Regions from separate parts of the Mus musculus genome. Here regions 1, 2, 3, 5, 6 and 7 are each linked to region 4. A link is a contact called in public Hi-C, HiCAR-type and promoter capture Hi-C data. All regions are on one chromosome and are shown on one strand. The core of a region is the stretch at or near the end of the contact, and the rest is flanking DNA. Distances in the headings are between cores, read along the strand shown. Region 1 holds the start of Zfp853 (zinc finger protein 853). Region 2 holds the start of Zfp316 (zinc finger protein 316). Region 3 holds the start of Fscn1 (fascin actin-bundling protein 1). Region 4 holds the start of Iqce (IQ motif containing E). Region 5 holds the start of Tnrc18 (trinucleotide repeat containing 18). Region 6 overlaps Fbxl18 (F-box and leucine-rich repeat protein 18). Region 7 holds the start of Actb (actin, beta).

Evidence for each region. Promoter capture Hi-C pulls out the DNA fragments that hold promoters and counts their contacts. Hi-C and Micro-C count contacts between places; a contact is called where the count stands out from the background. HiCAR-type assays count read pairs that join an accessible place to other places.
Region 1: a promoter capture Hi-C map of liver shows a contact between it and region 4, with 2.6 times the contacts expected there. The contact joins the promoter of Zfp853 here to the promoter of Iqce in region 4. A contact is called at or near these places in 3 of 39 promoter capture datasets (hippocampal neurons and liver) and 1 of 115 datasets of contacts at active chromatin or transcription factors (astrocytes).
Region 2: a contact with region 4 is called in a promoter capture Hi-C map of liver, with 3 times the contacts expected there. The contact joins the promoter of Zfp316 here to the promoter of Iqce in region 4. A contact is called at or near these places in 3 of 39 promoter capture datasets (cranial neural crest, hippocampal neurons and liver) and 1 of 115 datasets of contacts at active chromatin or transcription factors (astrocytes).
Region 3: a HiCAR-type map of embryonic stem cells shows a contact between it and region 4, with 4 times the contacts expected there. The contact joins the promoter of Fscn1 here to the promoter of Iqce in region 4. A contact is called at or near these places in 1 of 39 promoter capture datasets (embryonic stem cells) and 5 of 115 datasets of contacts at active chromatin or transcription factors (embryonic forebrain, embryonic hindbrain, embryonic stem cells and 1 more).
Region 5: a contact with region 4 is called in a promoter capture Hi-C map of liver, with 4 times the contacts expected there. The contact joins the promoter of Tnrc18 here to the promoter of Iqce in region 4. A contact is called at or near these places in 13 of 39 promoter capture datasets (the 3T3-L1 cell line, 3T3-L1-derived adipocytes, the SN4741 cell line and 8 more), 1 of 484 Hi-C or Micro-C datasets (muscle stem cells), 13 of 115 datasets of contacts at active chromatin or transcription factors (the NIH/3T3 cell line, the SCID.adh cell line, bone marrow-derived dendritic cells and 9 more) and 1 of 9 other capture datasets (adipose tissue).
Region 6: a promoter capture Hi-C map of hippocampal neurons shows a contact between it and region 4, with 4 times the contacts expected there. The contact joins the enhancer-like site here to the promoter of Iqce in region 4. A contact is called at or near these places in 3 of 39 promoter capture datasets (hippocampal neurons, pre-B cells and stem cell-derived epiblast-like cells) and 2 of 115 datasets of contacts at active chromatin or transcription factors (embryonic forebrain and embryonic stem cells).
Region 7: a contact with region 4 is called in a Hi-C map of B cells, with 6 read pairs. The contact joins the promoter of Actb here to the promoter of Iqce in region 4. A contact is called at or near these places in 4 of 39 promoter capture datasets (cranial neural crest, hippocampal neurons, liver and 1 more), 1 of 484 Hi-C or Micro-C datasets (B cells), 2 of 115 datasets of contacts at active chromatin or transcription factors (astrocytes and embryonic forebrain) and 3 of 9 other capture datasets (adipose tissue, liver and pancreatic islet).

Annotation. Positions count from the first base shown.
Region 1 is chr5:143,290,790-143,294,812 of GRCm38.p6, reverse strand. Zfp853 (zinc finger protein 853) reads left to right here and starts at 1,279. Exons shown (of 3, transcript NM_001370826.1): 1 at 1,279-1,960; 2 at 2,469-2,586. The coding sequence starts at 1,949.
Region 2 is chr5:143,267,177-143,271,299 of GRCm38.p6, reverse strand. It overlaps Zfp316 (zinc finger protein 316), which reads left to right and starts at 1,278. Exons shown (of 7, transcript NM_017467.3): 1 at 1,278-1,449.
Region 3 is chr5:142,958,392-142,961,974 of GRCm38.p6, reverse strand. Fscn1 (fascin actin-bundling protein 1) reads right to left here and starts at 1,620. Exons shown (of 5, transcript NM_007984.2): 1 at 695-1,620. The coding sequence starts at 1,526.
Region 4 is chr5:140,700,841-140,704,864 of GRCm38.p6, reverse strand. Iqce (IQ motif containing E) reads left to right here and starts at 2,487. Exons shown (of 23, transcript NM_028833.3): 1 at 2,487-2,683. The coding sequence starts at 2,648. It also overlaps a transcript of Brat1 not described here.
Region 5 is chr5:142,816,305-142,820,031 of GRCm38.p6, reverse strand. Tnrc18 (trinucleotide repeat containing 18) reads left to right here and starts at 2,370. Exons shown (of 28, transcript NM_001122730.3): 1 at 2,370-2,760.
Region 6 is chr5:142,876,123-142,879,884 of GRCm38.p6, reverse strand. It overlaps Fbxl18 (F-box and leucine-rich repeat protein 18), which reads left to right. Exons shown (of 5, transcript NM_001033312.3): 4 at 1,009-1,227. Among named protein-coding and RNA genes, the nearest start is that of Fbxl18, 17 kb to the left of the region's middle. Within about 2 kb of position 2,299, at least 59 of the 459 cell types and tissues checked have an H3K27ac peak or open chromatin away from gene starts, as enhancers often do. A contact at or near this core is called in hippocampal neurons, where this site is marked.
Region 7 is chr5:142,905,199-142,909,101 of GRCm38.p6, reverse strand. It overlaps Actb (actin, beta), which reads left to right and starts at 2,348. Exons shown (of 6, transcript NM_007393.5): 1 at 2,348-2,450; 2 at 3,410-3,538; 3 at 3,626-3,865. The coding sequence starts at 3,416.

The sequences.
Region 1 (4,023 bases), core at 30-2,529, 2.6 Mb before region 4:
CACACACACACACACACACACACACACACACGATACACAGAGGATGGAAACACTAGGGACTGAGGTCTCTGGAAGAGGCTCCAATCCGCTTAGGGGAGGAGAAGGACACCCCATCCTTTACCTGTCTGCTCAGCTGTCCTTACACTGCCTGGCATCCTGTCTCTACCCTCACAGATGGAAGACTATATGGTGCCTCTGGTTACCTGGCTGCAAGGAGCCCTTGTCACTCCAAATTACCCTGCCTCCAAAGCTGGCCCCCTACTGGTGTACCCACAGCTCAGTGTATTGGCTCTGGCCCTCTGCACCCATTTCCCTTGTAAGCGGGCTGCTGCTCTGCAAGTCAGACAGACATCCATCGTTCAGGATTTCCAAGTCAGGCTTGGGAGTTGGGGGAACAGGAATAGTGTGAATTGCAGACTGTGCTGTAAGCGGGGAGACAGGAAGAACAGGGTGTGATCCCAGGAAGGACTCTCCCCCCTTTTGGGGACATTTCCATTCTATAGAGGCAGCTCTTTTGTTGCCAGATCTGAAGCAGGGCTTCTTATGTGAATTCGCCAGAAGCCTGTGGGCTGCCCATAAAGCTGCGCGGGGGGAAATGGGGAAATACAGACGGTCAGCTCAAGCCTCTTGGAAAAGAAACACACACCCCAATTCCCATTCCCACTCCTACCCCCAGGCAGGGAACAAACAAACAGGGGAAAGCCACTGGAGCTGCCTTGGCTCTGTACGCTGGAAGGGGGCCTCTCCATTCCCCTCCTCCTGGCTGGTAGCTGAATGAGGGAGGGCCTCTGGCCACTGGAGAGAGCAAGAACCCAAAGAGATACCAGCAGGTCCCTCAGTTCCTGAGGGTGTCCCTGATGGAGCTGGCACAGTCTCTACCTGTCTATCTGTGCCAACTCAAGAGTCTGGGTTGGCTGTTCTGAGCTGCCTAAGGTCAGGAGGGGGCTTCCCCATGAACGGGTTAAGTGCGAGCTAATTAGCCCCAACTTGTACCCCTCAGTCAAGGGAAGGGCGTCCTGAAGCCACGCCTTTGACTCAGAGAATATGGGGGTGTTGGATGGGTACCCCCTTCCTCTTCCATCCTTGCAGCTTCAGTGGCAGTCGCCAACCGTGGCGCACGGACACGCGCACCGCACCAGGCGATGCGTTGCGGCGTGCGCTGCGCCCAGCATCGGTGGACCCTGGGAAGCACGCAGGGCCGACCATCCTGTCACCATTCCCACCCACACCTCCCCCGGGGGGGCCCTGGTGAGTGGCCGGGCCGGGAAGGGTTAAGCCCACAGAGCTAGCTGCGCGGCCTAGAGAGACTATGGCTTAGGCGAAGGCAGCGGCCACGGTGGTGGCGGCGGGGCCGGGGCGCGGGGGCGCGGCGGGCGGCAAGGGCGGGGGACAGGATGCGGATGCCGGGGGGACTTCCTGTGCCGGCCCCCCAGCGCCCCCGCCCTGGCCTGGCCGCTTCCCGCACGGATGCCCAGCACGGGAGGGCGGGCGAGCGATCGGGGACCTGGCCCGGCCGCGGCGCCCGCCCCCCGCCCCCCGGGCACCTGTGGCGGGTGATCGTCCAGGACTTTTGTCACCCGGTTCCCACCGAGCCAACCTAGGGCCCTAGTTTGGGCCCTTCTGCGCGCCACCCAGATCAACCCTGATCCCTGCTCTGGATTTGGAACCCTGCCTCCCTTCCCTGTCCCTCCGCGAGAGTCTCCACCAACTTCTGCCTGGGAACTCCACTCTGCACCTTGTCTTGGCCCAGGGCGACCTCCGCGGCTCTGACAGCGAAGATCCCGCAGAGTGCCCGTAAAGGGTTCTCCCGGGGGTGGTCAGAGCCTCCGTGCCTCATTCTAGATGAAGGTACCTCCGGAAGGAGCTGGCTGAACAGCCGTGGCCTTCACCTTGTGGCCACTGGTGACCACACCTCCCCTAGTGCAGAGGCTGCTGCCGGCGGCGGGAAATGCTGTTCCAGGTGAGGCCTGGCGCAGGCGCGCGCAGAGCCGCTTCTCTAAGGAGGGCTTCCAAAGCCAGAGGGAGATGTAGTCAGCTGGCGTGGGGGAGTGGGGACTCCCGCATGTGCAGACCACTTCTTCAGAGTGGACTCAGGACAGGAGCACAGGCCTGCAGAAGGCTCCTGCTGTGGGCTACAGTGCTCTAGAAACCTACCTTCCCAGGGTGTCCTGACCCAGGGTGACACCAGACCTATTGTGGCCTTAGAAGCGTGGGGGATGATCATGCTTTGGAAGGGGACAAGGAGCTGTACCCGTAGGTACCCTCAAGCGTGCCACAAGCTTTCCAGTCTTGGGAGAGGTTAGTTCCCACAGTTATGGGTCAGTATTGGAGACAGAGGGCCACTGGTCAGCGGAGGTGAATCCCTGGGTACATCCATCAAATAACAGCTCTGGCTATTCTGTGTAGGAATGGGGTTCGGCCACCACCACCCCTCTTCTGAACAGCTTCCTTTATTCCTCTTAGCACAGCCTGCTCCGGGAGACCCTGGTGTGACCGCCAGGATGGAGCTGGGCCCAGCAACCCAGACCTTTGTGTTGGAGCTTCGATGTCTTGAGGATGGGGGTCCAGGGCCTGACACCCTCTCAGGTGAGGGTTGAGGTATGGAGACAGTAGGGCCCCCAGCAAGGATTCTTTAGTTGAGTCGCAAGCTGGCACAACCCAGACCACCACGGAGGGACCCCATGTGTGTCCAGCATATTTACGACTGCTAACCCCAGCTACCTTGAAACTTAGCGTAGGACCTGTTGAGGTGGCTGCCAGGCCAAGGTCTTGCTGGAGAAAGAGACACCTTGACAGGATTCAGTAGCCTCAGCCCTGACCCCCACACCTGGGCTGGCTCTAACCTGCTTTTCCCATGTGCACCCCCCCCATCTCCCACCTGGAACTGGAGGGTGTTTCTCTGTCTCTAGTGCCTCAGACAGTGGCTAAATGGCTTCTTTCCTGTCCTTCCCTCTACCCTTGTCTCATTTCCTCAACATCTGTCTCCTTCCCCCCACCTGCCACACGGGCTCCCAGGGTGTGGAACCTCCCAGACCCCTCTCTGAGCCCCATGCAGGGATGGGGCAGCCTTTAAGGGTGGACAGGAGTCCATTTTCACACTGTGCTTTAAAGCACAGTGACAGGGAGGGGCAGGCTTGAACAGAGCTGAGAGAACCAGGATGAGCTGGGCGTGGCTGGAATCCCAGAACTTGGGAGGCTCAGTTTGACCTGTGTAGTGAGCTCCAAGCTAGGACTATATACAATGAGACACTATTGCACATCGAGAATATATATCAGGAATATTAGAATAGAAGGATCAAATCGGGCCCTACCAATTGAACAAAGACTCTTTCCGCTTGTAAATTTAACTCTAGCAGGCATAACACTTCAGGTGACATCTAACTACATGGTCAATAGAATGCTTCTGTGGAAACTGCTGTCCCAGGAAGTCAGAGTGACCACGTGACCAAGCTAGAAATGAGGCGATTCACACCGAGGTGAGGTCTGTCCCTGCAGAGGAGGCACGAGAACGGAGTGTGTGAGAGGGTGCTGATCTTACCCTCGGGACGTGTTCCCTCAGGTGTCTGCACCCACTGCCCAACACCCAGCTGCTCTGTGGAAGCGGCTCTAGAAAGAAAAAAAGTGTTCCAGGGGCTGGGGAGGTGGCTCAGTGGGGAGAGCATTCGCCCTTCAAGCTTGAGGACAAGAGTTTGAACCCCCAGAGTTCAAGTAGAGGCAGAGTAGTTCATTGTCTGAATCGGAGCACTTCTGTTATGAGAGGGGAGGTAGAGGCAGGAGAATCCGTGGACACTCCGGGGCCAGCTAGCCTGGCAGGCCTGTACAGCGGCAGACAGGAGACCCTGTCTCCAAGTGCAAGGTCAGGCCCAACACCCAACTTGTCCTCTGACCTCTATAGGTGTGCTGTGGTACCTATGTTCCCACAAGCACACGCATGGACACACATGCCCATACACACAAGACACACAGATTTTAAAAATGCATTTAACAAAGGTGATTAGAAAGCTTGGTTTTGTAAAATATAAT
Region 2 (4,123 bases), core at 29-2,528, 2.6 Mb before region 4:
TGCATGTATGCATGGAACATGGCAGGAACACGCACATGCATGGAACATGGCAGGTACACACATTCATCACCTCCTTCGGGTTTCCCAGAGGGAAAGGTTGGCTCCCCTTCCCTTCCCTGGGTTTCTAGCCTGCCAGGGATCCTGCAGAGAGGCAGGTGATTTGGTAGGTAACCCATCTGTGTGAAAACCCAGGGTGCGTAAGAATGTCATCACGGAGATAGCTCATGTGCACACATGTGAACACACATCCTAGTAAAACCGAGAGACAAGCAGCTTCCTTCTATGTGTGCCTAAATGTGTGTAGGCAGGAAAGAAGAGTGTTTCTGGTCCCTAGAGAACCCACAGTTAGGGGTTAGGGCTCGCCTAAGATGAGAAAGGCTATGACTCCTAAAGCATCCAGTCTACATGGTCTACCAAGAAAAGCACAAGAGTGTCACAAAGACTTTTCAATATAAGGGAGGGGAGGCCAAGGAAGAGGGGAGAGAGGGCAGAGGCTAGAACTCTGGTCTCCCCAGGGTCATGTCCAGGGTTGGTCTCTATAGGTACCTAGGGCATTTACTCCAGGCATAGGTGGCCAGCAGGCTTGGGGTCCAGGGACTTCATAATATGGATGGCTCTTTGGAGCTACAGAGCACTGCCCTGAGTAGTCGTGAATATATCAATGGACTGTCAAGGTTCGACCTGTCTAAAGCCATGCAAGGCTATTTCCCAATATTCTTGCCAGGCCTGGGGATGACAGATTAGGGAGTTGAAGAACATAAATCCAGTCTGGCCTCAATCTCCAGTCTTTCATGCATTTGACTGTTATAGTCCACAGTACCCCCCTCACGCCTTGAATAGGCTGCCCCTCTGTCTGCCACACCCTGCACACACAAGTAAAGCCAGAATGGATCAATCTCCCAGCCACACCCTTGCCCATGTCAGGGTCAGACAAGCGCTGCCTGAATACCCATTGGGGGTCACTACCCTTCTCCACCATCAGGAGATCCAGGGAGGGTCCGGTGGACAGGAGGACGGGCTCCCGACACGTCCTGGCACGGGCAAAGGTAGACTTAGGCTGTCGTCTGGCGAGAAGAGATGCTCGCTGGGGCTGGACGTCGTGGGCAGGGGTCCCTTGAAACATAGAGGAGCAGGTAATAAGCAGGGGGTGCTCATTGTGGGTAGCTATAACCATCCTCCATGCATATGGGGGTGCGACGCAGCAGCACCCTGTCTACATCCAGAGCTCCGGGACGCCCCATGACCGGAAGTGCCCCCCTCGTGGGCGCGGACAAGGCGGGGCCGGCGGGCGGCACTTCCGGTGCCCACGCGCCGCCGCCTCCTCCGCCGTCGCGCAGCTCGCGGCCGTCACTTTGTGTAGTGCGGGGGGGAGTCCCCGGTGGTCACAGCCCCCCACCCCCCACGAGTCCGTGTCTCGCTCCGGCTTGGCCGGGCCCGGGCGCGCGCGCGGTGAGTGGGGCGCGCGGATGCGGCAGGTGCGCGCGGGCGGGACGCGCGCGCTGGGGGCGGTGGCGGCGGCAAGGCTGGCCGTCATGGATGCTCGAGAGCTGGAGGCCTCCGGTGTCCGTGGGGAGATCGCGGGACTGCAGGGCCCGTCCTTGGTGGGGTCGGAGTTGCAGCTGCACGAGCTAGATCTTCCAGGCCCCTAGATCCCCCCAATACCGACCTGGGCCTGCGCGGCACGTCAGGGATGGCTTAACACCCTAGAGGGGTACAGACTCCAGCGTGGGAGGGGGCGGGCCGGGGACGTCGTGCACTGCACCTTTGCAGGGTGCTAGCGCCGCCTTCTCCAGCTTAGGGGCGGGAGCTGGGCCGGAGCCGCCCCCGCCCCCTAGAGAGACACCTTCCAAGGAGGGCTGTCATTACTCCCGCCCTAGCGCGAAGTGGAAGCTAGGTACCCTCCCCCCATCCCCCAGAGAGAGGAAGAAAAGGGAAAGACCTTGTCCTGGAGCCCTACAGCCAGCTTTGTGACATTGAGGGGCCGTGGCCTAGCCTGCTTCATCTGTAAATGGAGGCTGGCTGGACTGCTCTCTCTCTCTGCTAAATCTGTTGCCCCCGAGATGGGTGGTGGAACGCGTTGGCAGAATCTAGGGTGCATTATGTGGACACAAGAAGGGAGGGAGGAGGTGCAGGTATCAGCGAGGATCAGCCCACCTGCTCAGCCTGGGTGGGTGGCATTGGCATTTTGTTTTGGTTCTGTCGCTACTGGCTGGGCCAGGGGGCTAGCTGGCCTGGTTGAGGAGCCTGCTCTGGGGGGTCGTGGATGACCTCCAGGGAGCAACCCTGGAGAATAGGGGCTCCGGAAACTGGGCAGATGGTGAGGAGTGTAGTGAACAGGGAAAGACATTCTGGACAAAAAAGGGTCTTAAGTCAGTGGGGCTAGTGAACGGGAATGAAGGTAACTAGCCACAAGTGCGCATGCGCGAGCGTGACCCCACGCAAACATCCTTTACGTGGATCCCCTGGATTTGGGACTTTTCTGGAGTTCCTAACTTTTAACCTTTACGATTGTGTCTCTGCACACTCCTTTCTATGGACAGTGCAGCACCCCGTTCTGAGTGTCTGCAGCGCTGTGCCCTAGGCTCAGGACTTGAGTGGAAAGATGTGTTGAAGTGACACAGTGATTTTTGCCTGATGAAGCCGTGAACTTGACACTGCATTCGAATCCAGGATGAGAGGTTAAGGAGAATGGAGCAGAAAGGCGTTCTAGGGACTGATTGGCAGGAGTGGGGCTAAGAATATCCCAGGAGGAGGGGAACCCCCAGGGCCTGAGTTGCAAGAATATGAACTGACCTTCTCCTGGTCAGACTGGTTTTCAGAGCTTCTGTTCTGAATCTTGGGTCAGAGCACCTGGAGCATCAGGCTTTTCTTGGCTTCTGCCCTGTCTCCCTGTCTTCTCATGGCTTTTTTTGTTTTTTTTTTTTTTTTTTTGTTTTTTGTTTTTTTTTTTTTCGAGACAGGGTTTCTCTGTGTAGCCCTGGCTGTCCTGGAACTCACTCTGTAGACCAGGCTGGCCTCAAACTCAGAAATCCTCCTGCCTCTGCCTCCCAAGTGCGCCACCACCGCCCAGCTAGAGGCTTTTAATAGGCTTTTTTTTTTTCCTTCACTTTTTCCCTTCTTGCTCTGTCCTGACAAGCAACTCAAGGGAGGAAGTAGTTGCTTGGGCTCCCAGTTGAAAGGTACAGCCCATCACGGTGGGAGAGACACGGAGGCCACGCAGAGAGACTGATGCTGGGGCTCAGCCTGCTCTCTCCTTCTCATTCACACCAGGGCCCCAGCCTAGGGGATGGTGCTGCCCATGTTTAGGGTAGATCTTCCCACCTCAGTTAACCTAATCTAGCCACTCCCTCACAGACATTCCAGAGGCATCTTCTCTTTTGTAACTTCAGATCCTGTCAAGTGTGCAACAGTAACCATCACAGGACGGGTGCACAGACTCAATTTTATCCACTGTCCTCTCTGGTGACAGAGACTCTTCATGACTTCTGGGGTGGGTTTTAGTTTGGTGTACCCTTTCCTCAAGCTGTGGCCAGCCTATTGTGGAGTGTGACAGTTGTGCCCTCACAAATATTTTTTTAAAATTCCAGTATCCATGTCATTAACTGTAGATCTCTGGACATGTCTTTAATAAGTACTGGAGTAGCTACTGTGTGTCTGGGATAGGAATTAGGGGGAAAAATTGGGACTCTTCATCATCCCTCAGTTGAATATTCTTCAGTAAAGAAAATGTGCATGCGGCCTTGGAAGAGATGTAGCCAAGGCGATTGCCTCCTCTTCCTCCTCTTTGTGTGCAACATATGTACACAGTTTTGTGTGTGCATGTGTGCATGCAGGTACATACAGTGTGCATGTAGATAACAGGTCAGCATAGCTGTTGGTCACTCTTCATCCTATTATTTGAGGCAGTGTCTCTTTGAACCCTGAGCTTACCAATTCGGATTGCCTGGCCAGCACTGCCCAGGGCTTGGTTTACAGGTAGATAGCACCATGTTCTGCATCGCCCCCCGCCCCCGTCCCCCTCCCTCCATCTGGAGGATTGAATTCAGGTCTCCATGCTAGTGTGGCAAACACTTGAGTTACCTCCCTAGATCCAGCTTTCATCTTTCCTTGGGCCCTTGCATAC
Region 3 (3,583 bases), core at 371-2,870, 2.3 Mb before region 4:
AAGAGTCGCAGGGCCGACCCCGCCCAGCACACCCCGCCGGGATCAAAAGCCCCTCCAACCTCCTCTATCTCGCCATTTAAGGCGGGGAGGGCAGGGGTGACTGTCCCCTGGCCCTCCAGCCAAAGGCCCGCGAAACGGGAGAGGACGCACGAGGAAATGAACAAGGGGGGGTGTAGGGGGAACCCTTCCTCTCCAAGACCTGGGACAGCCTATCCTAAAGAATCGGCTCATGAATGGGGATGGCTCAGACTGGGAAGGAAGAGGAAACGGAGAAGATCTAAGCTAGGTCTATGGAGTCCCACGCCCCCAGCCGGGGGGGGGGGGGGTGGTGGTGGACAGTATTGCTTTAGAATGTGTTAGGCCTTACCCACTTCCCCACGTCACCTTCTCCCAGCAGAAGAAGCCTACGTCCTGAACAGAGGGGTGGTACATGCCTTTATTCCCAGCACAAGAGACAGGAAGGAAGATTTCTGCGAGTTCGGGGCCAGCCCAGTCTACATAGCGAGTTCCAGGATAGCCAAGGCTATCTGGTGAGATCAGATCTTTCAAAATAGAAGCCCACCTCCTCATGGCGGAGCCCAGAGGCCTGTGAGCCTAAAGGGAGCCCAGGAGGAAATAGGGAAATAGAAGGAGTGCAGAGATGCTTTTGTGCACTGGGTCAGGACCCAAGGGAGGGGACATGTCCCCAACTCACCCTGGCGCGTGGACACGTTCCTCTCGTTGGCCGCCTGCAGCACCACCTGAGCGCAGCTCTGTTCCAGGGCGAAGAGCTCATCTTTGCCCACCTTGGTGGCCTTGCCAGCCTTGAGGGTGCCGCTGGGCCCGGACGGAGCCAGGTAGCGACCTTCGCAGTCGCGAAAGGCCACCTTGCCGGAGCGGAACTCCAGCGTGAAGCCCGTGGCGGGCTCCGGCCGTGCCACAAGGCGCCCGTCGTGGCGCAGGAAGCGGTGGTCGGACGTCTGCACACTGTAGCGTTGGTCCTGGAAGGCCAAGGTGATGAGCGAGTCGACGCCCCAAGGCACGTCGCGGTCTACCGCGATCTCGTCGGCCGGCCGCGCGCTCAGATGCGCGTAGCGCTTGCGGGTAACGCTGTAGATGTTAACCTGCGGGTGCATGGCGATGTGCACGCTCCACTTCTCGGCCGGCGACACGCTCTGCGCGAAGCAGGACAGGCGGTCCTCGGTGCCGCCAAAGTAGCGCCGGTGAGCCTCGGACTGCAGCGACCAGCGGCCGTCGTCGTGCGCCACGACGAGAAAGCGGCAGTCGCCGTCGGGCACCTCGCGCTCGCAGGTCACGTTGCCGTCCTTGTCGGCGGCCAGGTAGCGACCCAGGTGGCTGCGCAGACACACGGCCGCGCTGCCCGCCTCATCGGGAGGTTGCTCCAGCGTCCAGATCTGCTTCTTTTTCAAGCTACTAGCGGATGCGTTCACCTTGAACCCGAACGCCTCGGCTGTCAGGTACTTGTTGCCGCAGCTGATGAGCCCGAACTGAATCTGCACAGCCTCTGCCGTGCCGTTGGCGGTCATGGTGGCGGAGGGCGGCCCGGTGGCCCCGGGAGCTTGGATAGCTGTGCCCGACCTCCTTTGTTCAACACGGCTTAGCCCGCTGCAGTTCTCCACAAAGCCAGCCCGGCGGCGCCCAGGGTTTTATAGGAGGATGACGTCACCGTGGCCACGCCCCTACCCGGGCCTGCCGGGGAGGGGGCTCTGCAGCGCGCGCCCGGTCCCCTGCGCTTCCCCGGAGTGTTTTTCTGGGGTTTAAGACCGGGTTTCACTCTGTAACTCAGACTAGGCTTGAAGTATCTGTGTGGCTCAGGCTGGACTCGAACTCATAGCAGTCCTTCTGCCTCTGGCCCGTTCGTGTTTGCTAGTCCATTTAACTGTTCCTCCACAGTCGTGCTCTGCAGTAGTTGGCTGATCTCCAACTTTCTCCTGCTCTCTGAGGCCATCCTGAAACACCCCTACCCCCAAACCCAGTCGATGGGAAGGACCAGGTTTAAGATAATGATCCCTTCAGGATGGAGGGAGGGTCCAGGGTGTACCAGGAAGTAGCCTTAGAGCCGGTCCTTGAAGAAGCCAGAGACGCCAGAAGGGTCTGGGGTAGAAAGGAGGTTAATTTCTAGAGAGGCGCATGCAGAGCCCTACCTGCCCCGCCCGCCTCAGGGTTTTTCAAGGCCTTGTAGCCTGGGCCTCCTGAGCAGAAACCGAGATTTCTATTCCCGGGTCAGCATAGAGTACAGCCACCTTGCTGACTCTAAATAAATTGTGGTAACTGTGGCCCAAGTCAGTGGCCCACAAAAGTCCCTACTGTGGTGATGCTCAAGCCCCGGGGTGCTGGTCTACCAGGAAGCAGGGTAGGTAAGGCAGGAATAGTGGTCTCTGTTTATGAAGACATCAGAAAAGCAGGTCAGCTCCCTAGAATGGCACAGCCCCAATGTACCTCCTAACTGCAGCCCCTCAGGGTTCCAGACCAGAGGGACATTCCCACAAACACCACCTCCCACCTCCCACCACACACCACCCCACGTAAGAACACTTCCCTTTGAGTTTCTGGAGGACTGAGACTTCTCCTGGGACATTCCCCACATGCCAGGCAGGCCCCTGGAATGCTGGCCCTACCCCAGGCTGCCCACAAGATCTGGGCCCCTGGCCCTTCCCAGCCACAGGCTGGGCAGGGTACTGAAACTGACCAGTCTTCACGGTGATCTGTGTCCAAACGCATCTCTGTCCCAGGCAAACCCCTCCAGCGACCATCAAAGGGGAAGGGGAGATGGCATGGCTTTCCCATCATCAAAGGTCAGTCCTGACAAGTCCCTAGAATCCTTGCTGGGACATCTAGTTCCTCCCTTAGAGGTCACAGGAAAGGTCACCAAGTTCGCGGCCGATAGCCAGCCATCCTCTCCTGCTGTGGGACTTTGCACAGGTTACTCTCACTCTCTGAGCTCTCCTTCCTCTGTAATAAAGACACATATTCCTGGGTACAGTGAGTCACACTTGTAATTCCAGAACTTGAGAAGCAGGGACAGGAGGATTGCTTTGAGTTTAAGACCAGCCTTGAGGGAGCAGGTCAGAAGACTGGAAGCAGTAACAGCCAAAACCCGATACTGAGGGTGCCCTCTCTGCCATCCGGTACTCTGTTCAAACCTGTTTAACCCAGAGCATCGCATCGTGGGCAGAATCGGACAAGTTGGCCTCATTACACACCAGGCTGTTAAGGTTAAGTCAATGCTGCTATGTGTCAGGGCTCCGTGAACGCTCTGTATTGATTAGTCACTGAACTTCACGTCAGGGCATGGGCGTGCTGGCCATCCGAGAGCTTTAGGCTTAAGCTATGGGGGATGCCTGGGTGTGGTAAGGCAAACGCCAGCACACCAGAGGTAAAGGCCGGAGAACCGACAACACAAGGTCATCCTAGGCCTCTGAGATGACCTTGAATGCCAGGCCAGCCTAAGCTATATGAAACCTTGCCTCAAAAACCCAAAGCTGGGAGCTCGGAGGGTAAAGGCACGCTCCCGGGCTGAGGGGCTGAATTTAGTCTCTAGACCATCATGATGGAAGGCAAAACCAACTCCCTTAAGTTGTCC
Region 4 (4,024 bases), core at 1,238-3,737:
CAGCTTCAAGTCTCACTCCGCCTTCAACGAGGCCCCACCCCTCAGACACCGCCCCTGACGGAAGTTCCTCTCCACGTTGCTATAGGCTCCGCCCCTCAGTGTTGCTCGGGTTTCCGTCTCCACAGGCCCCGCCCTAAGTCTGTACCACGTGACGGACATGGGGAGGGGTGTAAAGAGCGGGGTTGACGCGCTTGGAGACCAGTGATGACCCTGCCGTTCCGATCACCCCTAAGGTTCAAACCCTGTAAACGCGCTCCAGCTGTGTGCAGTTTGGCATTTTCACACTGTATCAATCTCTCGGAATTATCACGTCCCCGCCAGGGCGTTCTATGGTACGTGCCCACGCAGGCAGTGGGCGGAGCGTCCCCAGGCGGGCTCGGTGTGGGCGTGGCTTTCCGCTGGGAGGCAAGGCCTCGCTGGCCTCAGGCCACGTGTCTAGGCTTTTTTTTTTTTCCTTTGGTTTTTCGAGACAGGGTTTCTCTGTACAGCCCTGGCTGTCCTGGAACTCACTTTGTAGACCAGGCTGGCCTCGAACTCAGAAATCCGCCTGCCTCTGCCTCCGGAGTGCTGGGATTAAAGGCGTGCACCACCACACCCGCCTTGTGTCTAGGCTTTTAAGGTCTCCGAATTTTACTGGGTCTTCTAGCCCTTGCTTTCAGCTTTAGCGTTAGGTGTGGGCAGCAGCAGGTGAGTCAGCACAGCCGGTGCTGAAACCCTCGGTTCCCACAGCGGGTAGCGCTAAACTCCGGGGTCTAGAGTGTCAGGACCCTCCAGTCACCAAAGCCTGTATTTCTGTAGCTCTTCACAGCCCCAGTCCTCTATCCCCGCTTGCCTTCTGTCTGCCATCCATTGTTACCAACTCTTCACAACTTCAGCCTGCTCTTCTAATAAAGATTAAAAGTAGGCCATCGGGAACTAGAGAGATGGGTCAGTGGTAAAGAATACCTTTTACTCTTCCAGAGGAACAGAGTTTGGTTCCCAGCCCCGAGGTCTCACACACACACATACACACACACACACACACACACAATCTCTTTTAGGGCATGGTTCCCGAATGCCTAGAGATAGAGTAAGATAATGCTCATCTGCCCTGGAAATCAGACCTGTGAGCTTGGTTGTCTCTATCTTGGTAATGGGAGACCCCAGCATGTTGGGCTTCTGCAGAAAATATCACTGCAGGCTGGAGAGATGGCTCAGCTGTTGAGAGCACTGACTGCTCTTCCTAGAAGTCCTGAGTTCAATTCCCAGCAACCACATGGTGGCTCACAGCCATCTGTAACGGATTCTGGTGTATCTGAAGACAGCTACTGTGTAGTCATACACATTAAATAAATAAACAGGGTTTCACTGTGTAGCTCTGACTGTCCTGGAACTCTATAGACCAGGCTAGCCTCAAACTCAGAAATCTGCCTGCCTCTGCCTCTGCCTCTGCCTCCCAAGTGTTAGGATTAAAGGCATGTTCCACCACTGCCAGGCTAATAAATAAAATCTTAAAAAAAACAAAACCAAAAAACTACTCTGCGTTTACATACTGAGTCTGGGCTGTTATTCTTTGGCAAATCATGGGTCCTTAGACAAGCAAGAAAAAAAAAACCTCCCAGGAGAATCCTTGTATTAAGCTTAATGTTGCAAAGCCACCCAGTTGCAGAGAGCTGTTTACTCAAAAAAATGAATGTGTGCTGGGGAATAGTCCCTTTGCAAGCCTAAGAACAGGAGTCGCCAGAATCCATAAAGGAGATGGGATGGGGGCGGAAGGGGACAAAATAAAAGGAGGGCATAGCGATACACATTTGTAACCCCAGCATTGATGAGGCAGACAGGATCACGCGCGCGCGTGCGCGCGCGTGTACACACACACACACACACACAGAGGCAAATGACATACTGTTTTCATCTATCACTGGCCTGCTGGGCCACCAGGGAAGTGCTCCCTATCTGGCCTGGGTTGGAAAGCCACGGAATCCTGGAGAGTTCAGAGAGGCTTGTGATAGCAAACCGTCAGCTGAGGGTTTAAAGCAGTTGGTGCTGGCCCATGGGCAGTCTTATCCTCATGGCGCCAGACCCCAGGTCTAACAACTAGGGAGTCAGTCACCTTGGCCCCCAACATCTCAGTTTCTTTACAGAAAAAAAACAAACATGTAAATAGGCTGATGTCCCCAATCTCAAATCTTGCGTATCGTTAAGGATGGTGCTTTATGCTCTCTTTTCAACTCAACATGGCGACCCTCGGAACCTCTGCCCACTGGACTACATAGTTGCAGCCAGTGTTTGCCGAAATCCAACCCGGGCTCCTGAAGTTGGATCTGAGAGCATGGCTTCCAGGTAGAAAGTTAGTATTGCCTGCGGGAAGCCAATTAATTCACGCATCCCACGAAACAAAACAAAACAAAACAACAACCAAAAAAAAAAAAAAAAAGCCCACAAGACCACAAGAACGGATTGCGCCGTGCAACCCCGGGAGAGTGCTTGGTAGGCCCCTTGCTCGCGCACACTTTGCGCGTGCACAAGATTCGTCGGGCTCCGGAGGAAGGACCACATCCGGGGCTCTGTGGCCGCGGCACGGTTGCCATGGTACCAGGGCGGCTGGCAGGCCTCCCAAGCCGAGGGCAGAGCTCGCAGGACCCGGAGGCCGCGCAGCGCTGCCGCTATGAGCCTGGGCACCACAGATATAGCCTCGGAGACGGTAAGGAGCCTTGGGGCGGAGGGAGGAAGGGCGCACGGTGGCAGCCAGCTCCGGCAGGCCGATTATTACCGCACAAGAGCCATCTCCGGGCGTCGGCCGCCACCGTGCCCGCGCCCCAGCAGCCTCTAGCTCCCGCCTGCGCTCGCGGAGGCCACTACTTCCAGGAAGCCCCCGGGACTGCGCCCCTCCCGCACGCGCTGCGGGTCTGAGGCTGCAGCCGGCCGACGATAAGCTCCTCTCGTAAGTGTTGCTGTAGGCTGTGGTCTCGCGACTCCCCGGAGCGATCCAGGGCAAGGGGGAAGTCCTGTCCCCAGCCTCCCCCAAGGCTAGTTTTGCACGGGTCCGGGAGTCATCTCTGGAAGAGGTGTGCCTCTCTCACTCTCTGCGTGTCGGTATCAAGTGAACTTTGTACATTCCGGGGGGCGGTGGGAGAGGGGCGGTGGCTATAGGACAGGGCAATAGGCTGATGTAGGGAGCAGCTTGGTACAGGTTTAGAGCCAGTAGGAGCATTAAATGTAAAGGCCGCAAGGCCGGGGAAAGTAGCACACCGGAAAGCAAGCTTTTGGAGTTGAGATTTAGAAGGGCACTGAGGGAGGTAGGCAGGGACCTGGCCATGGTGAAATATGACTTTCAAGGGTCCAGGGGACGCCTGTGAGAGCCTCCACAACAGACTGAACGACTAAGCCTTAGGTCAGCAGAGAGCAGCTGGGATTCCCTACTTGTTCCTGCACTCGAAGCTTTCCAAGATTTGCCTAGTTTTGGAGGTCGCTCTCTCAACACTGCCTTCAGTAGCTGCCCCCAGTAACTGCTCCCTCATCTCTGTTTTTTGGGTGCTACTGGGGACTGAAACCCTCATGCCAGACTAGAGCGCTACAGATAAACCTCCCCAGCTGGGTCACTGGGGGATTCTAGGCAAGCACTTAATTTCTGACTACCACTGAGCGCCCCCCACCCGCACCCCTCACCGGGCTCGCTCGCAGAACTGCATCTCCAGACCTTTAAGAAGTTAAAACCATCCCCACTAAGGGTGGGACTTGGTGGGGGAAGACTTCGAACCGGATGTAAAGTAAATGAATAAATTAATGAAATTTCTTGTGTTGAGATTACAAAGATAGTTCATGACTCTTTCAATACATATGGCAAGTTACCATAACCTAGCCATCCACAGAAATCCAATTAATATAAATTGTGTTTCTCATATGCATCTCCTCCCATACATTTTTAAAAAAGAGATCATATTTCTACAGTTGTATAACTCTTACCATTAATTTTGTTGCTAGCATTTTCGGTATTTTTTTTTAAACGCTCTTTGTATGTAGCCCAGGTTGGCCTCAAATTCAG
Region 5 (3,727 bases), core at 1,121-3,620, 2.1 Mb before region 4:
TATTAAAATAAGAAAAACATTCTGGATCCCGGGAGGGATGAGGGGGTTGGGGGGAGACCAGGGCCTGCGCTCTGAATATTGGAGGGCGTTGGGGGGTGGGGGAAAGCGAGCGACTGAGGCGTGGGAGGGTTTAACTAGGAACCCACAAAGGCCTCTGGATAAGACTCAAGGGCACTAGGCGCCCCCCACCCCCTCAGCCCGTTTCTCTCTTGTTTCCAGAAGCCCTCGCAGCTTAACAGCATTTATTTTATTTCTTGCAATCAACTCCCCCCCTCCCCTAAGGCACACAGACACAATACCTCCTTTCTCTAACCCCCCTCTCTCCGTCTTTGCTCCTGCCGGTCCCCGGGCAGCACCGGTCGCCTCCGGTCGCCCCTGGCTGCCACTGAGACCCCGTCGCCCAGCTCCGAGCGCGCGGACACCGCCGCTCAGTTCCCCTCAGCTCCGGCTATTTTCGTTCTTTTCTCTCCCTCTCCCTCTCTCTTCTCCCTCCTCTCTCCTCCCCCCACCGAGCTCCAGCTTCTAAAAGAGGGCAGCCTAGAAACCAGCCCAGAAAGCTCCAGGAAGGGCAACTTGAAACTGCTCTCAAGAGGCTGAATTTTTTCCCCCCTTCAAATTTATCCTGGAATTAAATTAGACACCCCCAGCTCTCTCTCGAATCTTCCCTCTTTTTTTTTCCTTCTAAAAGTGGAGGAAAGAAAAATAGAACGGATGAGCACTAACTAGCTCATTAAAAAAAAACTCTCAAAAATTGCCTTAAAAATGGATTTTCTTAAAAAAAAAATAGCAGCAGCAGGAAAACGCTGAGTCCGCAGAGCAGGGCGAAAGAGCGGGCTTCTTTTGTTTTAATTAAAACCCTATAGTTGCTCTCGAGGTAGGATCTGCAAGGCTCTCTGTCTTTCCAAGCTTCCTTTCCAGGGTAGGTAATGCCTAGCTGGGCTCGGGCTCCGAGAGGGTGCAGGGGATCTCCCCACCCTTTAGAACGGGTCCCTTCGGCAAGGATCACACTCCCTGGGTCCCCAGTCAGGTAGACTGCCGTCGGCGGCTCCCTGCCACTTAACTTCGAAAGTTTTTTTTTTTTTTTTTTTTTTTTTTTTGCTGAAAGAGCAAAATAAAAGTACAAAGTCTGGGGGATTAGTGCTCCCCTCCCCCTCTGGCCGCCGTGGCCAGCCAAGCACTTTTGGGCTTGGCTTGCTTCCTCTGAGCTCAACAGATTTTTTTTTTTCCCTTTCCCGGTCTCGCCCTCCCTGGAGGGGGCGCGGCGGATGGAAGGCGAGAGAGGCCCCCAGCCAAGAGGTTTTTAATATTACACCTTAATAGGTTTCAGAAGGCCCCGTGGAGAAATGCTAATAGGGCTGAAATGTCAGAACCGAGAGGGATTCAGCTCGCGTTCCGCCGATCTAATCCTTTTTTCTGCTCTGGTTTTTCTTGGCGGGGAAAGGGGGAAGGAGGGGCGCCCACGCCAAAAGGGGCTTTGGGGAGGGGCGCGCGGTGCGCACTCGGCCGCAGAGCCCCACAGCCCGGGTTTCTATAGGAACCTTTTATAAGATGCAACTCACCGCTGCCGACCGCCGCGGCCTGTCCAAAATATTAATCAGTAAAGCCTTCTGACACCGCGTTTCAGGGAGGGGACCCGCAGGCAGGGGCAAAAGGAAAAAAAAAAGGCCTTGTCGCCTGCCTGCCCACCCCACCCGACCGCGACTGCTAGGGGGAAAGGGAATGAATCGCTGCTTTATTTTAAAAGGCGAGAGTGAGCGAGCAAGCGAGAGAGAAGCAGGCCTTGTTATTTTTCGTCTGAACCTCGCTCTTTGGAGTGGCACCCTAGAGAGGGAGCGCCGGGCGCGGGCGCAATGAGCAGCTCGCCGGTTCCCGGCTCTTCCCGGCTAGCTTGTCACCTCCTCCCGAAGAAGGAAGCTGACAGGAGGCCTTGCAATGCCCGGGATTGCGGCGACAACCATCTTCCTCTATTTTGATCACTCAGCCCAGACGCAGGAGGAGGGGCTGGGATGTGGGGGGAGGGAGAAGGAGAAAGAAGGGGGGGGTCTGCTGGAGCTGGTGTGGGGGAGGGCTGCCTAGAAACGGCTCGGAAAAATTCTCACCACCAGTTTTGATCATTCAGCCCCGCCGTGGGGAGCCTGGAAACTGCTGGAGCCCCGAGGTCCGTAATTGGTTTTATAGGAATGGCTGAGGGCCAAGGTGTTTACATGCGCGTGATGGGCGGCGAGCGGGACCAATGCGCTGCGGCCGGGGGCTGGCCCGAAGGGGGGGGCGGGCACCCGGGAACAATGCGTGTTTCTTCGCCTGCGAGGCTCCCCTCCCCCGTCCCCCTTAAGCCCCCCCTTCGCTTTTTTTTTTTTTTTTTTTTTTTTAGATCCAGCGAGAGGAACTTGAAAGGGGGGTTGTGTAATGTACCTTTTCCAATCCCGGGCTGTATATGGAGATTTGGGATTCTTTAAACCGGCGCTACCTGGATTTTATTAAAAAGCGGGGAGCTCGGCGGGAGGAAAGCTGGCTTTTCCGGGGGCTGCGGGAGCGGGGCCGCGGGAGGGCGGAGGAGTTGGCGCGCCGCGCGCCCGGCCCGGGGAGCGGTTTTCTACCAAAAAAAGGAAAGGCGGGCAAAAAGTGTGAGGCGGCTGCGGGTGGCGGAGGGGAGCGGCGGCCGAGGGATGGCGGGCAGTACGGGCGCCTAGCCGCGCCAGGAACCGCGGCGGTTGCCGGAGTCGCCGTCGGAGCCTGGAGCCCGGAGCCCCGCCGCGCCAGGTACGCTCCGGGCCCCGATGCTCCCCGAACTTGTGCAGCGTACCCCTTGGGTCCGCAAAGCAGAAGGTCCCCGAAACAGTCGGGGTCCCCAGAAGGGAAGCGGAGGGCAGGGATCAGGGGGAGAGGACGCATCGCTGCGCCTTGGACTCCCACCCGAGCTCTCAGTCTGCAGCACCGCCGAGGGCGGCGGTTCCCTACTTGGTTCCCGGCAGGCGGCGGGCTAGCCCGGGGACGCCGAGACGGTTTCGATTATAGGCTGTTTTTAATTAAAAGCCGGAATTCAGCCATTTTAGCTGCATTTAAGAGGGGAAAAGTAGAGAAGGACGCAGTGGAACCCCGCAGATAGCCACGCCAGCTTCTCGACCATGGCAAAGGCTGCTCCGTAGGGCTTCACCCCGACTTCCTTAAAGTGGGGCGCCTGGGCTCTGCCTTTTTCAAAACGCTGCCTTTAATGAATATTATCTTTAAGTGTATGCGGGAAGCTCCTGGCGCCTTTGAGACAAGTATCCCGGGCTGTGACGATCCTAGATTTTTTCAAAAGTAAACGCGATTCTGGTAACCAGAGCCTGATAAAGAGCGAGGGCGGGCGAGAGGAAGAGGGGGTGTTGTAACCAAAGCCACGTTAAAATAGGCGTCCTTAGCAAAGTTGGGGGAAGAGGACTTTTGGGTCTGGGCGTAGGGCGGCTGGTCACCCGGGAGCTGTGGCTTAGTCTCCGTCTGCTAGAGCGCCCCGGTTCTCCCGGAACCAGGGGGTCTAGAGTAGCCTGGGGCTGGTAGTCAGGGAGGGAAGGGTGGGCTCTCTGAGACCTCCCTACCCCCTCGGGAACAGGAAAGCGACAGATCTTTTAAACAAACAGCTTAAATAGGACTTACAGGAGGGTTTACCCGATGCTGGGGAGGCGCCCCTCCGCTGGCCCGCGCTGTTAAGTTATTTTTTTTCCTTTGTAGGTTATTTTGGGGGTGTGTG
Region 6 (3,762 bases), core at 1,050-3,549, 2.2 Mb before region 4:
CAGAGCAGCATGTCCTTGCTGGCTGGTAGTTTGAGCCAGCTGGGAAGACGTGGAGGTGGAACGTGGCCCAATCTGGGTGGGTCCCATTTCCTTGTTCTCTGCCTACCCTCAGATGTCAGATGGTACCCACATTAGATAGTTCCCCGGCAGTGCTGGGTGCTAACCAGCCTTGTTCACGGGGGAGAGGGTAAGGGCTCATTGGCCCCACAATTGGAGGGTGACTGGTTGACCTCTGTGACACATAACATCTTTTAGGGCAAAGTTCTGTAAGTGGCTATCTACTTAGAAAAAGGTTTGAAAGTATGTATAGGACACAGTGTGTAACTAAGCCCCAGGATACCTGGGCTTTAGTGCAAGTCCATACTGCCACCTAGTGGTGGAGGTGGCAGCTACTGCTGCCTGGCACTGGGCTTCCACCCCGTGCTGTTAGGAGCATTGGGATGGGCTGGCTGGTTATCTCTCTCTCTCTTCTCTCTCTCTCTCTCCTCTCTCTCTCTTTCTCTCTCTCTCCTCTCTCTCCTCTCTCTCTCTCTCTCTCTCTCTCTCTCTCTCTCTCTGCTGCTCATGACCCTGCATCCCTCTTACCTGCCACTTTCTCACCCTGCGAAGCTATGGCAGAAGGAAACTAAATTCAGGGCTGGCCAGGACACCGGAGCGAGACCCCATCTAAGATTTAAAATCCAAAGGGCTGGGCATACGGTTCTGTGGTGAAGTGCTTGCCTAGTGTATGTGTGGTCTAAGTTCAGTTCCCAGCGTTGAAAATAAAAGTCCAGGTGGCTGATCTATCTCTGCCATCAGATCGGCTCCCTAGGGCAGTTGCATGTAAGTCCCCTAAGGCCAGCAGGTGTGGCTGTGGCTGTATGAGAACTGGGGGGGGGGGGGGGGTTTGGGGGGAGGGCATACTGAAGATGGGATGTGATAGCCTTGAGCTGGCAGGTCTGTAGGCAGTGGCTAGCCTCACTCATCCCTGGAGTCAAGTCCCTAGAGCTCACACCCATCTCTCTGCAGGTTGGAGCAGCCCTACTTCAACGCCAACGCTCAGTTCTTCCAGGCACTGGGCCAGTGCTCGTCTCTGCAGCGCCTGTGCCTGGTATCTCGCAGCGGCACCCTGCAGCCAGATGCCGTGCTGGCCTTTATGGCCCGTTGCCTGCAGGTCGTCATGTGTCACATGTTCACCGGAGAATCCCTTACCACCTGCAAGAGCCTGCAGCAGTCGCTCCTCCGGAGGTGAGTGGCAAGGCCTGGCAGCTGACCGGGAGGTCTCAGACAGTACTGCTGTCCCCAGGACTCAGTGTCCTCAGCCCGTTACCGACTTTGAGGAGATGGAGCACCAGATTCTAGCAGCATGATCAGAGGGCCTGGCCTGCTGCAGGGGACTAGTTCCCATGGATAGTCTCTGGTCTCAGCCATGGAAGGCTGAGACAGAAAGAGCCCAGGAGTTAGGGCTAGCCTCAGGTACAGAGTTTATCCTGGAGTCTAGAAGCCAAAGTTTGAGTTTACTGTGTCTGATGTGGGCCCAAGAAAGACTTCTTGACCCTTCCTTCCTTCATCCTTGTAAAGGCTGGACTCCCGGCAATTCAGAAGCTGAGGCAGAACTGGGAATTTGGAATACTTGGTGAATTCAAGGCAAGCTTGGCCTATAAGCAAGGCCATTTCAACAAGCAAGTAAGGGGCTGGGAGTTTAGCGTAGTTGGTAGAGTGCTTGCCCAGCTGACACTAAGCCCTGGGTCAGTTCTTACAACATGGGGCTGGAGAGATGACTCAGAAGTCATCTTACTGCAGCTGGGACATGCCAACACGCCAGAGGCAGAGGCTAGCCTGGTCTACAGGTCAAGTTCCAAGACAGCCAAGATAGCCTCTCCTGGCCACTTTGGGCAACTGTGTAGATGTGAGGCATATAAGCTTATGTGAGCTCACATTACATGCACATACATACATACATACATACATACATACATAAACAGATCTCAGTCTCTGTAGTACCACAGATGTGTTAGCACATGCTTATGATCCTAGCACTTGCTGATGGAGGCAGGATTCAAGTCCTCTACTACATAACAAGTTTGAGGCTAGCCTGGGCTACATGAGACCCTGTCTTAAGACAGTGTAAGTAAAGAGAGAGTGGCTGGTCTGAAGAAACCCTCAGGGCAGACGCTGAGGCCTGACCCAGGCCAGCACAAAGCCTTCCTCTCTGCTATTGCTGGCAGCCTCGGGGCTGGGCAAGGCCCTAGAGACTGGCAGAGAGGCTGTTCTGTGGAGGCCTCTGCTGCCGCCTTGCCATCTGCAGGGTGGTGGCTCTGCTGTACACCCCTCCCCCACGGTGACAGCAGCCTTTCTGGGTCTTACAGTCTGCCCAGCTGTGCAGGGCGCTGAGCTGCAGGCGTCCAGCAGGTGGCAGTGTTGCTCTTGGCAGCCAGCCACCCGGTGCCCAGGGTGTCTGTGAAAAGTAACCGTACTGTCTGTCGTCTTTCCTGAAGCTTCTTTTGTTTGCTTAGCTTAAGAACTTTTTTTAGACAGGGTTTTTGTAGCTCAGGCTGCCCTTGAGCCCACTGTGATGCTGGACACGACCTTCCCCTCCGTATCCTCCCGCCTCCATCTCCTGAGTGCTGAAGTTATAGGTATAGAGCACTTTTGGAGTAGCCCAGGCTGGCCTTAAATTTGTGGCAATCCTCCTGCCTCAGCCACAATCCTCCTAGCACCTCACCCAGCAGGGTAGATGGAGCTCTCAGCCAGCAAGACTGGGGTCCCTTCCTCCCTGCACTGCACTGTCGGTTCCTGGCAGGATTATGCTTCGTGTCTGTCCCCGTGCCAGGCTGTACTCGTGCCTCAGGTCCCTGGGCAGTTGAGTTGCATCTTTCTCACCTTCCTTAACTGGCTCGGGGGCTTCATGTTGTGGGGTTGGATTTGGCTTCTCCCACCTCACAGGATGTATCTGTATTTAGGTTGCCTGTGTCTAATGCCTGCACAGTGTGGTGACTACATTTGTCCTTCAGGTTTTGTGTCCTGTGTCTGCCTGTCTGTCTGTCTCTCTCTTTTGAGTCTCAAGTAGCCCAGACTAGCCACTAACACGGAGAAGAATAATCAGAATAAACGTAACCTTCTGATGCCCGCTCGCTACTTCTCAGGTCTTGTCGTTACAGGCATACACTGCCACGTTAGATTTATGCCATGCTGGGGCCCGGAAGCGTCAGGCAAATAGTCTGCTGGCTGAGCCACGTCTCAGCCTTGGGGTTTCCTGCTTCTTGGTGCCATTCTGGGCATTGACATCTCAACCCTCCCCAGTACCAGGATGAGCTGCGTGTGTCCCCATGCCAGCTCCTTTTCTCTCCTGTTGCACCATGCAGCCCACTGGATGTGGGGCTGTGTTCTTCTGCAAGTCCTTCCCCTATTTGGGCTTCTTTGGCCTCATATGAGGTCTGAATTCAGCTCCTGGGGTCCAGACTCAGTGACAGAGGTTCCTGGTGGACCTTGGGGGTTAGTGGCCTCCCAGGCTGGTGAGCAGGGACTATCAGAGTTCCGCTTTACCCAGTGCCCACACATCTCTGCACCGCACCGGTCCAGTTTCCCATCTTCCCTAGAAACTTGTGCTGGTCTACCTGATGCATGGTTGCCTTGCCTGCTGCTGTCTGCCCACAGTGCTGTTGCGTCAGGGTCTGGGCCATGCACTTGGCTGTCTGATAAGCCCACCCTGGACTTCTCTCTCTCACCCCCACTTCAGACTCGGCAGGGAAGGATCCCTCATTCGTCCCTGCTTCCTTGGGC
Region 7 (3,903 bases), core at 1,099-3,598, 2.2 Mb before region 4:
TGTGTGTGTGTGTGTGTGTGTTAGTGGAAGGAAGTGGGGGGTGATGGGGCCCCTCAAAGGGCTGGCTTGTTTTATGTTGTCCGGGCTGGGGGAGGTGCTGAGTTATTAAGACTAGCCTGAATAGGCACCATGACTGTCTTCATAAGCACACAGGAAGCTGAGGCAGGAAGAGCAGGAGTTTGAGGCCAGCCTGGGCTACATAGGGAGCCACTGTTTCAAACAAAGAAGCTGGGCATGGTGATATATGCCTGTAATCACAACACTCTCGGGATGTAAAGGCAGAAGGATCAGTTCAAGTCTATACTCCACTACATATCAAATCTGAGAGCAGCCTAGGCTACCTGAGACCCTGTTAAAAACAACCTCCCACCCTCAATTTCCAACAAACCAAGAGAAATCCCCCCCACGCCACCCCCAAGAATGTGAAAGAGAACACTGGAAAATGATCATTGCAGACAAGACAGACCAGAATTGTTTCAGAGGTCGGGTGGGGCTGAGGTGCCTGCCCCTTGACCAGTCCCAGGACTGAGAGGTGACAAAGTGGCAACACAGGTCCTGCCTGGGAATCTGGTCTGCTCTAACCTAGTAAAGCTGTCTGGTGTCACCCAAGAGGCTCCCTCCACATCCTGCACCCCTGATGGCTGATGGCATCTTTCTCCCTTGCACCCCACCAGGGTTCTCCTGGGAATACTCTGGGCTCTCCTTATTGACAGGCAGCATTTGCCCTGCCCCACCCCCACCTGTGACTTGCAGGACTGGCAGGTCCTTGGGCAGCTGGCAAACTGCCTGAGCAACTGAGAAATACAAGGCCAGGGCCAGGGCAGTCCTGTCCCCCGGAGGCAGGGAGGAGACTGCCTGGGAAAGTTCTCTCAGGGTTGGTGACTGCAGAAGACTTTTGTCAAATTTTTTTTTTTTTTTTGGTGGGAAAGATAACTAGGGGTGTGTTTCCAGTTCACAGCATATGCTGGGGTGATGGTCACCTCTTCCAGACAAGGCCTCAGCAACTTCAAAATGCCCTGCCACCAGCCAAGAACAAGGAAGCTGGCCACTGTAGTCCATATATGGATGAAGCCTTCTTTGGTTTCAACACCTACACTTTGTGAGCCAGTGAACACCTACCTATGCATGCACTGAGGCACGGCAGGCCCAGAGCATCTCACCTGAAGCACCCTTCTTGCCTAAATCCAGCTTTCTGTCACACTCTCCCAGAAGGTGCGTGTCCTTCTAAGCTAAGCTGAGGGATCCGGCCCTCAACCCTGACCCCGTGTGTAGCTCTCAGCCAAATAGCTGGCTTGCTAAGTAGAACACTGGTACTTAGGTGAGGGGGACAGGGGCTGCTTCTCTCTGGAGGATTTGGGGCTCCGGTGACCACCAACTTTTCCCTGAGCAGCTTGTCACTCCCAGAATCCCCACGGCTGGCAGATGGACTAGTGCACAACTCAGCTGTGGCTGCACATAATAAATAGAGGATAGATGGTGGGCCCCAGCCCAGCGATGTCTGGCAGTCACCCAGAGACACTAGCTAACGGCCCAGGCTTAGTCTTGCCTGGGTGTGATCAGGCAGTTCTCCAAAAGTGCCTGACTCCATGAGAAGTTTTGTTTGTTCTATTGAGCACAGTTCCTTTCTAGATCCGGGGCAGGGGATATCTGGAGGCATCTTCTTGCAACACCTCCAGTTATTGGACCACTGGGGCTCGCCCTATGCTTGGGATAGGATGGCCTTGAGTCTCTAAGAGGTCAAGATCCATGAAAACCTCTCCAACCAGAGTTCTGCTTCCAAGTTGAACCCCAACACACCTAGCAAATTAGAACCACAGCAGAAGGGGCCCCCCCGGATCTGGCTTTCCGGCTATTGCTAGCAATTGCTAGCAAGGGGGAGTGACTCTCTGTCCATTCAATCCAGGCCCCGCGTGTCCCTCAAACAAGAGGCCACACAAATAGGGTCCGGGCCTCGATGCTGACCCTCATCCACTTAAGTGCTCGATATCCACGTGACATCCACACCCAGAGGGTCCTGGGGTGGTTGGGTGACCCCCAGAATGCAGGCCTAGTAACCGAGACATTGAATGGGGCAGTGTCCACAAGGGCGGAGGCTATTCCTGTACATCTGGGCCTACGGAGCCAGCACCCATCGCCAAAACTCTTCATCCTCTTCCTCAATCTCGCTTTCTCTCTCGCTTTTTTTTTTTTTCTTCTTCTTTTTTTTTTTTTTTTTCAAAAGGAGGGGAGAGGGGGTAAAAAAATGCTGCACTGTGCGGCGAGGCCGGTGAGTGAGCGACGCGGAGCCAATCAGCGCCCGCCGTTCCGAAAGTTGCCTTTTATGGCTCGAGTGGCCGCTGTGGCGTCCTATAAAACCCGGCGGCGCAACGCGCAGCCACTGTCGAGTCGCGTCCACCCGCGAGCACAGCTTCTTTGCAGCTCCTTCGTTGCCGGTCCACACCCGCCACCAGGTAAGCAGGGACGCCGGGCCCAGCGGGCCTTCGCTCTCTCGTGGCTAGTACCTCACTGCAGGGTCCTGAGGATCACTCAGAACGGACACCATGGGCGGGTGGAGGGTGGTGCCGGGCCGCGGAGCGGACACTGGCACAGCCAACTTTACGCCTAGCGTGTAGACTCTTTGCAGCCACATTCCCGCGGTGTAGACACTCGTGGGCCCGCTCCCGCTCGGTGCGTGGGGCTTGGGGACACACTAGGGTCGCGGTGTGGGCATTTGATGAGCCGGTGCGGCTTGCGGGTGTTAAAAGCCGTATTAGGTCCATCTTGAGAGTACACAGTATTGGGAACCAGACGCTACGATCACGCCTCAATGGCCTCTGGGTCTTTGTCCAAACCGGTTTGCCTATTCGGCTTGCCGGGCGGGCGGGCGGGCGGGCGGGCGCGGCAGGGCCGGCTCGGCCGGGTGGGGGCTGGGATGCCACTGCGCGTGCGCTCTCTATCACTGGGCATCGAGGCGCGTGTGCGCTAGGGAGGGAGCTCTTCCTCTCCCCCTCTTCCTAGTTAGCTGCGCGTGCGTATTGAGGCTGGGAGCGCGGCTGCCCGGGGTTGGGCGAGGGCGGGGCCGTTGTCCGGAAGGGGCGGGGTCACAGTGGCACGGGCGCCTTGTTTGCGCTTCCTGCTGGGTGTGGTCGCCTCCCGCGCGCGCACAAGCCGCCCGTCGGCGCAGTGTAGGCGGAGCTTGCGCCCGTTTGGGGAGGGGGCGGAGGTCTGGCTTCCTGCCCTAGGTCCGCCTCCGGGCCAGCGTTTGCCTTTTATGGTAATAATGCGGCCGGTCTGCGCTTCCTTTGTCCCCTGAGCTTGGGCGCGCGCCCCCTGGCGGCTCGAGCCCGCGGCTTGCCGGAAGTGGGCAGGGCGGCAGCGGCTGCTCTTGGCGGCCCCGAGGTGACTATAGCCTTCTTTTGTGTCTTGATAGTTCGCCATGGATGACGATATCGCTGCGCTGGTCGTCGACAACGGCTCCGGCATGTGCAAAGCCGGCTTCGCGGGCGACGATGCTCCCCGGGCTGTATTCCCCTCCATCGTGGGCCGCCCTAGGCACCAGGTAAGTGACCTGTTACTTTGGGAGTGGCAAGCCTGGGGTTTTCTTGGGGATCGATGCCGGTGCTAAGAAGGCTGTTCCCTTCCACAGGGTGTGATGGTGGGAATGGGTCAGAAGGACTCCTATGTGGGTGACGAGGCCCAGAGCAAGAGAGGTATCCTGACCCTGAAGTACCCCATTGAACATGGCATTGTTACCAACTGGGACGACATGGAGAAGATCTGGCACCACACCTTCTACAATGAGCTGCGTGTGGCCCCTGAGGAGCACCCTGTGCTGCTCACCGAGGCCCCCCTGAACCCTAAGGCCAACCGTGAAAAGATGACCCAGGTCAGTATCCCGGGTAACCCTTCTCTTTGGCCAGCTTC